2 separate regions of the Mus musculus genome follow, and region 1 is linked to region 2. Evidence: chromatin contacts called from public HiChIP or PLAC-seq data. All regions are on one chromosome and are shown on one strand. The core of a region is the stretch at or near the end of the contact, and the rest is flanking DNA. Distances in the headings are between cores, read along the strand shown.

What was found. HiChIP or PLAC-seq counts read pairs in DNA pulled down with a chosen protein or histone mark.
Region 1: an H3K27ac HiChIP or PLAC-seq map of embryonic stem cells shows a contact between it and region 2, with 11 read pairs. The contact joins the enhancer-like site here to the promoter of Abhd11 in region 2. A contact is called at or near these places in 1 of 39 promoter capture datasets (embryonic stem cells), 2 of 15 datasets of contacts at CTCF or cohesin (embryonic stem cells and large pre-B cells), 27 of 484 Hi-C or Micro-C datasets (Sertoli cells, bone marrow-derived macrophages, cerebral cortex and 17 more), 4 of 115 datasets of contacts at active chromatin or transcription factors (embryonic stem cells and trophoblast stem cells) and 3 of 9 other capture datasets (adipose tissue, liver and pancreatic islet).

What each region holds. Positions count from the first base shown.
Region 1 is chr5:135,040,378-135,046,037 of GRCm38.p6, forward strand. Stx1a (syntaxin 1A (brain)) reads left to right here. Exons shown (of 10, transcript NM_016801.4): 4 at 860-934; 5 at 1,554-1,627; 6 at 1,732-1,840; 7 at 2,216-2,289; 8 at 5,220-5,357. Among named protein-coding and RNA genes, the nearest start is that of Stx1a, 20 kb to the left of the region's middle. Within about 2 kb of position 1,929, at least 41 of the 459 cell types and tissues checked have an H3K27ac peak or open chromatin away from gene starts, as enhancers often do. A contact at or near this core is called in Sertoli cells, cerebral cortex, embryonic stem cells and 2 more, where this site is marked.
Region 2 is chr5:135,006,888-135,012,167 of GRCm38.p6, forward strand. Abhd11 (abhydrolase domain containing 11) reads left to right here and starts at 2,412. Exons shown (of 6, transcript NM_145215.2): 1 at 2,412-2,952; 2 at 3,095-3,230; 3 at 4,000-4,173; 4 at 4,323-4,493; 5 at 4,597-4,778; 6 at 5,000-5,280. The coding sequence starts at 2,825. The coding sequence ends at 5,132. Abhd11os (abhydrolase domain containing 11, opposite strand) reads right to left here. Exons shown (of 4, transcript NR_026688.1): 4 at 5,235-5,280.

The DNA of each region.
Region 1 (5,660 bases), core at 679-3,178, 33 kb after region 2:
TAGGTGGCTCTTGATCCTCATACACTACCACCACTGTCACCTCTAAGCCTTGTCCTCAGGGTGTTAGGAAAGGTGGTTGCCTGGGACCTGCTCCCAGTTTCTCCTGAAGACAGGCTGGTCCTGGTGGCTTCCTGGAAGAGCTACAAGCTGAACACCCTGAGGCCTCAGCCAGCCTGAGGTCACAGCTGTGGCTAGGACAAGGGCCACTGTTTTCCCTTACCTCTGTTCACCTCTCCTGACCCCCAGTGACCTGTCACCTCCATGGCTACAATCCTCCCCCCACCCCGGGGTATTATTTCTTTGAAACTGCTGTTCTGTTACTACTCCCGCACCCCCAAAACCAGGGTGCCCCCTGCCTCAGCCACTCAGGGCAGCTAACCACCTAGGAAGGGCAGCTTTGTGAAGAGGAGTCCAAGGTCAGCTGTGGCTTTCACTGGGAGGCAAGGTGAACCACTGTGCTTCAGCCTGGTGGGTGTCTCTGCTTGCCCGCCTGAGCCATCCGGTAAAGCCAGGTGAACCGAGCTCATCCCACTCCCCGGCACACGGCACCCGTTAAGTAAACAGTCCTCAGCGAGGGCCGACCAGCCTTAAATTTAGCCCCATCTGTTATCTACAGGGGAAGGGAGAGGCAGCGGAGGAGGAGGGAGGCTTCTTGGAAGGCAGTGGGAGAGAGGGTGAGACTGTAGCTGCCGGTGGCCTTGGCCTAGAATTGCAGCTGTAGACCAAGACATCGCCTAGGGGAGGAGGGAGATCACAAGGCTGGGATTTGCCCAGAGCCCTCCATCCCATTCCTAGTGCTAGAAGCTGGCACCATGTCTTCTCCTATCCCCCTCCCACCCCCCCACCCCCCACCTCATAGAGACAAAGGAGGAACTGGAGGAGCTCATGTCGGACATTAAGAAGACAGCGAACAAAGTTCGCTCCAAGCTAAAGAGTAAGTCGCCCTGGTGGCTGGGGACCTGGGGATGTGGCTCAATTGGTACAGCGCTTGCCTAGCCTACGTGAGGTCCTGAATTCAGTTCAAAATGGAGGTATAAGGATCAGGACAGCCGAGGCGACATAGCTTGAGGACAGCCTGGGTTATATGAGAATTGTATAGAAATAATAAACTAAAAAATATTTTTTAAAATTAAAAATGTCCACCCGAAGAGTATCCATGCATAGACCATAGCTTGTCTCTGTTCACAGACATGCATGCATGTCCAGTGGCCAGGGCTGCTTAGGGGACATGTTCTACAGCGGGGGTAGACACCTGGTCCTCCCCACCTTCCTGCACAAAAGTGGCCTGAGCTGCCAGACCCTGCACAGCACCCATTTGGGTGCACAGGGTTGGGTGTGTGCTCACACGGAAGTGTACACAGCTGTACACACCTCCCAGCTGGAAGGACTGCTGTTGGTCCTGCGTCCATTATTGATTACAGTTTGCCTTCCATGTGACCCCCCATCCCTTGTGGTTGGGGAGGGGAGCCGAATCCTTGACTTATGGGTGGGGTCGATGCATGGAGGCAGGGAACTGCTCAGCGGCCTCCTTTCCTCACTCCTCCCCACCCCAGGCATTGAGCAGAGCATCGAGCAGGAGGAAGGTCTGAACCGCTCATCAGCCGACCTGAGGATCCGGAAGACGCAGGTGCAGCCATGGCGAGGGTGGGCGGGCACCTGAGTCTCTGGGTTTTCCGTAGAGCCCACTACCTAACCTACCGGTACCCTTGTCTCCCCGCCCCCGACTGCCAGCACTCCACGCTGTCCCGAAAGTTTGTGGAGGTCATGTCCGAGTACAACGCCACTCAGTCAGACTACCGAGAACGCTGCAAAGGGCGCATCCAGAGGCAGCTGGAGATCAGTGAGCTGGGGCAGGGTCCGGGCTGGAAGGGAGGGCCTGGGGTTGTGGTTTGAGCCAGGAGATGGTGGTAGGTGTGGCCTGTGGCTAGGGGTGTGACTTGGGTTGGAGGGGTGGTGCCATGAAGAGTCTAGGTATGGGGGTTTGGGCTAGATAGAGTGGGGTTGGGTAGGACCTCGTGGTGTGCTTATGGCCTGGTGGGCGCGGGGGTGAGGCCATTGATGAAGCCTGTGGCTGGAAATGGGGGGGGGGGGATCAATAACGGCATGGGGGCGGAGCTTATAGCTAGAGGTGTGGTTGAGGGTGGTGCTTTGATCAGAAACTAGACCCTATTGAGCTCGCAGGAGAGGGCGTAGCTTAGTGTGATCCCACCCACAGCCGGCCGGACCACGACCAGTGAGGAATTGGAAGACATGCTGGAGAGTGGGAACCCTGCCATCTTTGCCTCTGGGGTGAGTGTGAACCCCTCCCCATTTACCAGGACTCATTAACCACATCCCTCCGCACTACAGCACAGTGTGTGGGTCAAACCCAGGAGCAGGGCTGTGTTTGGATACTGCAGCGAAACGAGGCTGATTTTAGAGAAAGCCTGAATCGAAAGTGAAGGGAGGCCTTCACACAGGTGAAATACACACAGGTGAAGTGGTGGTGCATGCCTTTAATCCCAGCACTTGGGAGGCAGAGGCAGGTGGATCTCTGAGTTCGAGGCCAGCCTGGTCTACAGAGTGAGTTCCAGGACAGCCAGGGCTACACAGAGAAACCCTGTCTCGAAAAAAAAAAAAAAAAAAAAAAAGAAAGAAAATGAAGGGAGGGGACCAGATTGAGGGTCATATAAATGCCAGTGACAGGGGTGAAATTTCAAGAGTTGTGTCAGGTTAAGATTAGATAAAGGAGCTTGCTGCCAGGCCAAAGACCTGAGTTGGACTCAAATGGTGGAAGAGAGAACTGCAAGTTGTCTATACTCACACCACACACACATAGCACATGCACCCTGCACCCGTACACACCACATGCATATACACACATGCACACACACCATATGCACACACTCATACACACACACACACACACACACACACACATATATACACACACACACACACACACATATATATATATACATATATATACACACACACACACACACACACACACACACATAGACACACAGAAATACACACAGGGAAAACACAATGCACATAAAATAGAAATAAATAAATCTTTTTTGTTTTGTTTTTTGTTTTGTTAGTAGCCACCACGCCCGGCTACTTATTTTGCTTTTTAAGATTTATTTAGGGCTGGTGAGATGGCTCAGTGGGTAAGAGCACCCGACTGCTCTTCTGAAGGTCCAGAGTTCAAATCCCAGCAACCACATGGTGGCTCACAACCATCCGTAACAAGATCTGACTCCCTCTTCTGGTGTGTCTGAAGACAGCTACAGTGTACTTATAATAATAAATAAATCTTTGAAAAAAAAAAGATTTATTTATTTTGCCAGGCGGTGGTGAAGCACGCCTTTAATCCCAGCACTCAGGAGGCAGAGGCAGGCGGATTTCTGAGTTCCAGGCCAGCCTGGTCTACAAAGTGAGTTCCAGGACAGCCAGGGCTACACAGAGAAACCCTGTCTCGAAAAAACCAAAAAAAACAAAAACAAAAAGCAAAAAGCAAAATAAGTAAATAAATGTAAATAGAAACACCCCCCCCCAAAAAAAAAAAACCCAAAAAAACAAAAACCAAAAAAAAAAAACCAGGGCTGGAGAGATGGAGATGGCTCAGTGGTTAAGTTCAATGCCCAGCAACCACATGGTGGCTCACAACCATATATAATGAGATCTAATGCCTTCTTCTGGTATGTCTGAAAACAGCTGTAGTGTACTCATAAAATAAATAAAATCTTTTAGAAAGAAAGAAAGAAACAAAGGAACAAAGAACGAAAACCCCCAAAACAAAACTGGGCTGTAGCGTGATTGTTAACGTTCTTGCCTGCTACTGTGAAACCTGAGACTCAATCCTCTTCTCTTTCTAAAACCCAGCAAGGTTGCAAGCCTATAGTTTCAGCACTAAAGAGGTAGAGGCAGGAGGATCAGGAGTTGAAGCTTATTTTTGGCTCTATCGCTTGTTCCAGGCCAGCCTGGGATACATGAGATCCCTGTCTCAAAACAACCCAATAAAGGCCACCAGGGTGGCTCCGCAGGTAAAAGCACTTTGCTGCCAAACCCAAGTATCTGGGTTCGATGCTCAGGACCCCCATCGTGAAAGGAGAAAATTGACTCCTGTCTGGCTTCCATACATACATATACTGTTGGACATGTTTGCATGAGCACACACACATACACAATAAATAATGAAAGCAATAATTTTTTTGCAACAGGGTCTCACTGTGTAGCCGTTGGTTGTCCTGGAACTCTTTGTGTGAGCCTGGGTGGTTTGGAACTCATAGAGATTGGCCTGCTTATGCCTCTCAAGGGTTGGGATTAGAGGTGTGCCCCACTATGCCTGCCATAACAAAACAGTCACTTGGTGAGCACTCACTGTGTGGGGGAGTGTCATCGGCTCCTTATTTCAGGCAGGAATTGAGTCACACAGAGACTAATTAGCAATGGTGCCAAACAGGAGGTTGGAAAGGCTGTGGCTGCTGCTTCTGGGATATCTCTACTCAGCTGCCTCCCTCCCGGGCCCCTCTTCCAGTCTCATTTCTGTTGCTGTGAGGGGAAAAAAAAAGCCCCAACAAAAAGCAACTCAGGGGAGGGGGGTCATGTTTAGCTGACAGGACTGAAGCAGCAAGTCACATCGCAATCAAAGCGGAGAGAGAATGAATCTTTGCATGCCCGGTGCCCAGGATCTTCTATGTAGGGAATGGTGCTGCCCACAGTGGGCCGGGTCTTCTCATATCAGTTAACATTGATAATTAAGAGAGTCCTTCAGAGGCATGTCCCTAGCTAAGCTGATTTAGACAGTCCTCATTGAGATGAGACTCTCTTCCCAGGTGAGTCTAGATTAGGTCAACTTGACAAAAGTATCAAGCCTGGAGATGACTGTGGTTGAGAGTCCTTGCTGCCTTTCTGGAAGACATGAGTGTGGTTCCCAGCATCCATGTCTGACAGCTCATAACCACCTGTAACTCCAGCTCCAGGGGGCTCCGACACCCTCTTCTGGCCTTCTCAAACACCACACTCGTGTATATACCCAGTACAGAAGGTTGTAAGCTACCATGTGGCTGCTGGATTTTAAACTCAGGCCCTCTGGAAGAGCAGTCAGTGCTCTTAACCTCTGAGCCATCTCTCCAGCCCCCTACATATAGAGTTAAAAACAAATAATGATAGCCTCCCTCCCAGTCCAGCCCTTCTCCTCAGCACCAGGGTCCCTCCGCTCTACCCTCTAGATCATCATGGACTCCAGCATCTCGAAGCAGGCCCTCAGTGAGATCGAGACCAGACACAGTGAGATCATCAAGCTGGAGACCAGCATCCGGGAGCTGCACGACATGTTCATGGACATGGCCATGCTGGTGGAGAGCCAGGTGAGTCCCCTCGTCACCGGCATCCGGCGGCTCTGGCCCCCAGCCAGCAGCATCCAGGGCCACACTAACCCCTTCCCTTTCCACCCAACACGCTGCGTGCCCGGGAGGGACAGAGTATCTTCAGGTAACCATAGACTGTTGTAAGGGCCTCGAGGGATCCTACTGCATGGCTCTGCTTGTTCCCCTAGGCCCTGCATGGCCCCACCCCTCACCCCAGCCCTGTCCTGGCTTCAAGAACTATAGCAGAGGCCACTGTAAACTGGCTGCTTTGCTAGGAGCAGAACACATAGCAATGAACTGGGC
Region 2 (5,280 bases), core at 1,162-3,661:
AAAGAAAGAGCATGCAAATATAGGTCACAAGAAAGGACTGAATGCAGGCACTGGACACAAAAACTGGAAGAGGATACAAAGATAACTGTTTTCTAGTTCTAACTCTGTCACGGATCTTTAGGTTTTGATAGTGAATAAGTGCAGAAAGCATATTTTTTGATACTGAAAGTATAAAATGTATTGTGTGAGAGGGATTTGCTTATTTATAAATCACTTTATAACACAGCGTTTATTCAATAGATAACCATAGAAAGATAATCTAAGGCAGGCAGGTGTGGTGATGCAGGCTTGGACACTCAGTGTGGATCATGCAACAGGATCATGCATAAGCTCTGGACCGACACACACATGTGAGGGCACCTTGGGTTGCATACTGATATCCTGTCTCAAAACAGAACAAAAACAATCAAAAAGGAACATCTGGGGTTCCAGAATCTGGGAGATGGAGGCAGGAGGATCAGGAGTTCAAGGCCAGCCTAGGATACATAAGATCTTGTCTAAAATCAAGCAAAACAAACAAACAACAACCATAAACCAGTTGTCAGGTGTAGGCACGTATCTTTGATCTCAGCACTCTGGAGACAGAGGCAAATGAATCTCTGTGAGCTTGAGGCCAGCCTGGTCTACATAGTGAGTTCCAGGGCAGTCAGAGCTGTATAATAAAGAGACCCTGTCTCAAAACCAAGACAGGTTGGAGACTCAGGAATTAAGAGCACATGATGTTCTTGCTGGAGTATGGTCCCCAGGACCCACAGGGTGGCTCACAACCACCTGCAATTCCAGTTCCAGGAGATCCTATGCCCTCCTCTCAACTCTGAAGGCACAAGGTACAGGCGTGGTACACAGACATACATTCAAGCAAACACTCAGACACATAAAGCAAAATAAATAAATCTGTGTGTGTGTGTGTGTGTGTGTGTGTGTGTGTGTCTAGGCAACTAGTGGCACCGAAGGCCACCAGCGCTGACAAAGAACAAAAGGGACCTAAGAGCCAGAGGCTTGGTGCCCGGCTGAGGATGCTGGGAAGGACTCTGGAGGGTTTGAAGTGCTACTTCAGTAACAAGGAGTCCTGAAGGCGCCCCAGCAGATGTGTTTGCTATGACCAAACCAGCTCCGGAACTGCTAAAGGATGGACCGCAGCAGAAGAGGGCTGCGGGGACTTTCCCTAGACTATGAGGGGAGACAGCAGGGGGCAGGCTTTCTGGGGGAAATGGGTGCAGAATGCGGTGCAGTCTGGGCAGAGGGTTGCCACTCTCTGCTAATGGCGGGTTGTTAATGAGGGCTCTTTCTTCCTTCCTTTTTTCTTTTTTGAGACAGAGTTTTTCTATGCATTTCTAGATGTTCTTGGACTCTTATATACAAGGCTGGCCTTGAACTCATAGAGAACCGCTTGCCTCTGCCACCAATGTGTGGGATTAAAATTGTAGCCACTACACCTGGCCCGGAGCCATCTCTATTCAGTGCAGGTAACTACAGTACAAATCCCTGGCTAAGGGTTTAATCCTGGTTTTTCAAATTGACCTGGACCAGGAACGGAAGACTGGACTAAGACTCTGGTTCTGCCTGTTGGCCCAATCCTTTGCCCTTTCTGCACCTCAGTTAATCGATTAAGTGAGGAGATCGAGCGAAAGCCCCTTCCTCCTAGGTGTTTCCTGTGAGGAGACAGAGAGACAAAGCACTCGTGCTCTGGGGAGCCTGACAGGGCTCCCAACTACGGAGCAAGGCGCCAGAGAGCTGGCGGGAGCTGGAACAAGAATCACTCCTGGCGCCTCCTGACCATGCCGGAGGCACAGAGAGCATGGTACCCACCCAGGGCGGTGCCTGAGGACAGAGGAGCAGGCCAGGTGGGGTCCGCTCGCCAGCCGAGAAAGGACTTCTCAGTTTGCTAGGGACACGCCCCACACTTGCGCCTCGAACTGAGGACCTCTGATCGCCAGTAGGGAAACACTAGAAGACTAAGAAGCTCTTAAAAGAAGAGGCGTGGCCTACGACGTTGTCAAGGGGTTCAGGGAAGTGTGCACAGAACCCGGCAGGATTACGTAATGGCGCAAAAGCCGGTGCCACAATCGGGTAGCTCCGCCCAAGGCGTGGTCAAGGAGTCCAATTCCGGGAGCTAGAGCAGTTTAAAATGTTGCGAAACCGTGCAAGGGCCTCTTACAGCCCCGCCTACGATAGGGCGTGGCCAAGGAACTGAACTCGCAGATGCATGCAAAGTGGGAATTACGTAATGATGCAGGAGGCGGTCCCAGAGTCCCCGGTGGCTCCGCAAGGTGTGGCTAAGAAGCCTACGTCCGGGTGCCTGGCAGTGGCTACGACGGTTGAGTGACGGTGCGAAGAACAAGCCAGTTGGTGACCCCGTCCAGGGCGTGGCAGGGGCTCACAGATCTAAAGGGGATTGTATATTGTCCCAGAGGAGGGACCAGTCCCACGTAGCGCTTCCCTGGTCCTGGTCGGGAACTGGTCTCTAAGCGGCTCACAGCGTCTGTAGGAATTGCGTAGTGGCGCAAGGGGGCAGGGCTAGCGCTGTATGGCTACGCCCAGCCTGTTACCAAGCCAGCTAGTCCTACAGACCAGGCTCAAAGTGGCTGCAGGAAATGTGTAACGTGCAAGGGCTGGGGTCGTCTAGCGGCTGCGTCCAAGAAGCTTCTGCTTTGGGAGGGGGCTGAACTGACTCCGGGAATACATTAGACCACGTGGCCTAAAGTGGCGCCTCGATGGGGGGGGGGCGGGGGAAAAGGCGGAGCCCTAGTTGGAATAGACAGGGCTCTGAAAGGCGGAGCGTGCGCAGGACAGCCCTAGGAAGCACACTTTGCGGGCTGTGGGCATGCTCCGCTGGGCGCGAGCGTGGAGGGTCCCCCGTGGGGTACTCGGTGCCTCCTCTCCCAGGCGTTTGGCGGTTCCTGTCACGTTCTGTAGCAGCCGCAGTAGTGGCCAAGAAAACGCCGATCTGAGGTCAGCCAAGGGCACTGGGAGGGTTGTTCTCCACTGGTCCACTTCGCACGCGGCTTAGCTGGCCCCGCCTCTCCTTTGGCCTCGCCCCTTTTTTCTTTCACTCTCTCCTCCCCCTTACTCCATGGTGGCCCCCACCTTCCAGGCCGCTGCCGCTGTCTTATAATCTTCTAGATGGAGACGCGACACTCCCAGCCATCGTCTTTTTGCATGGGCTCTTCGGCAGCAAAACCAACTTCAACTCCCTCGCCAAGGCAATGGTTCAGAGGACTGGCCGGAGGGTGAGCTTCCGGATGGGGCGGTGCATGGGTGGGCGGGGGCTAAGGGGTAAGGCTGAGGGCAGTGGACCTAGTTTCAATCACTCAGGTCTGGGCTCTTGGTGACCTGAAAATGGAAAGTTTCAGTGCCCAGTAAACCGTAAAACATCTATGAAGAGGCCTGGTCCTGTAAGATGCCCCACAGTTAGTCCATTTATGTTACTGAGACATAACAGGTCTCTTTGTCAGGTCCCAAAGAAACTTGGGACAATTTTGTGGCACCTACTAGCATGCCAAAGCACACTCTAGCCTCCTGGCTTACTCAGTACGAGTGGCAGCTCTCTGCTCTTGTTACCCCCGACCCCTTACTATAAACCTTTCCAGTCCAGAGGCTTCCCGTCCCCCAGCGTCTCTTTCCTGTTAACCCAGCCATTTAAGCCATTTGCTCCCTGACTACTCTGATCCTCCTTTGGTCTGCATGCCCTCTCTCCTTGGCACCTGAAGTTCTCATTTGATCTCCACATGTACACCATGGCACGTGCTTGCGAAGATATAACTTGCGCACATGCATACATGTGTGTATATAATAAAGCAACTAAGGAAGTTGCTCAATATTAACCTCTGCACGTGCGCATGCGCGCGCGCACACACACACACACACACACACACACACACACATACACACACATACTTATGTCTCCAGACTTCTCTCCCTAGCTGCTCTGTGGACCCTATCAGGCTTTTCGTTGTCTGTAGTCAAAGTAACACCATTCCTGTTTCACCCCCATCGCAGGTGCTGACGGTGGATGCCCGGAACCACGGTGACAGCCCCCACAGTCCAGACGCAAGCTATGAGGCCATGAGTCAGGACCTTCAGGGCCTCCTTCCACAGCTGGGTCTGGTGCCCTGCGTCCTCGTTGGCCACAGCATGGGAGGAAAGACAGCCATGCTCCTGGCACTGCAGAGGGTAAGCTACACCTATCTGGGTCCTCTTAATGCACTCTAAGCCCATTGATAACGTGGGACTCATCCACACTTTGGATGGCCAGGTCCAGAAACTCTGCTGGCGGCTCAGAGTTTGTCTGGGACCTGCTCTGGTCTGATTCTGTCTCCCAGCCAGATGTTGTGGAACGATTGGTTGTTGTAGACATAAGCCCGGTAGGAACCACACCTGGATCACACATTGGAGCCTTCATAGCAGCCATGAAGGCTGTTGAGATCCCAGAGAAGGTGCCGCACTCCCAAGCCCGAAAACTGGCGGATAAGCAGCTTAGTTCGGTTGTCAAGGTGACGCACGCCCCCCCCCCCTTTCCCCATGGTGTGTGTCAGAGGAAAAGTGGTGGGTGGGCCTCACAGGGAGCCCCTTCACAGCTGCCAGGTCTCCCCACAGGAAGCGGGCATTCGGCAGTTCCTGCTCACTAACCTGGTAGAGGTGGGTGGGCGATTCTCCTGGAGACTGAACTTGGATACGTTAGCTCAGCACTTGGACAAGATAATGACCTTTCCTCAGCAACGTGAACCCTACTCGGGGCCAACTCTCTTCCTGCTTGGTGGAAATTCTACATATGTACAGTAAGCCGGTGTGGGACCATAGGAAGGGGCATGCTTTGCCCACCACCAGCTATGGGAGCCTGCGTGGGCTAGGGGAGGCGGGGTATCTGGGAGCCTGGCAATACCACTGCGCATGAAGGCTCATGCACATCTCTCTCTCCTGTTCTCTCTCTCTCCCTTTCTCCCTCTCCCCACACCTCTCCATTGTCTTCCCTCTCCATTGGCTTCACTATGGCGGCCAGACCCAGCCACCACTCAGAGATTAGGCGACTCTTCCCTCAAGCCCAGATTCAGACCGTGCCTAACGCTGGCCACTGGGTCCACAGCGACAAACCCCAAGACTTCATGGATGCTGTCACCAGCTTCTTGGCTTAAGAAGTAGCTCCTTGGAAGAGCAGCCAGGGGACTCTAGGCTTGGGATCTGTGCCATCTTGCTTCTGCACAGAAAAACTCAGGGGCACGGAGAGGGTCCAGGAGTACAGAAGTGGCCCAACACTTTTAATGAATAAAGACAGTTCCCCTT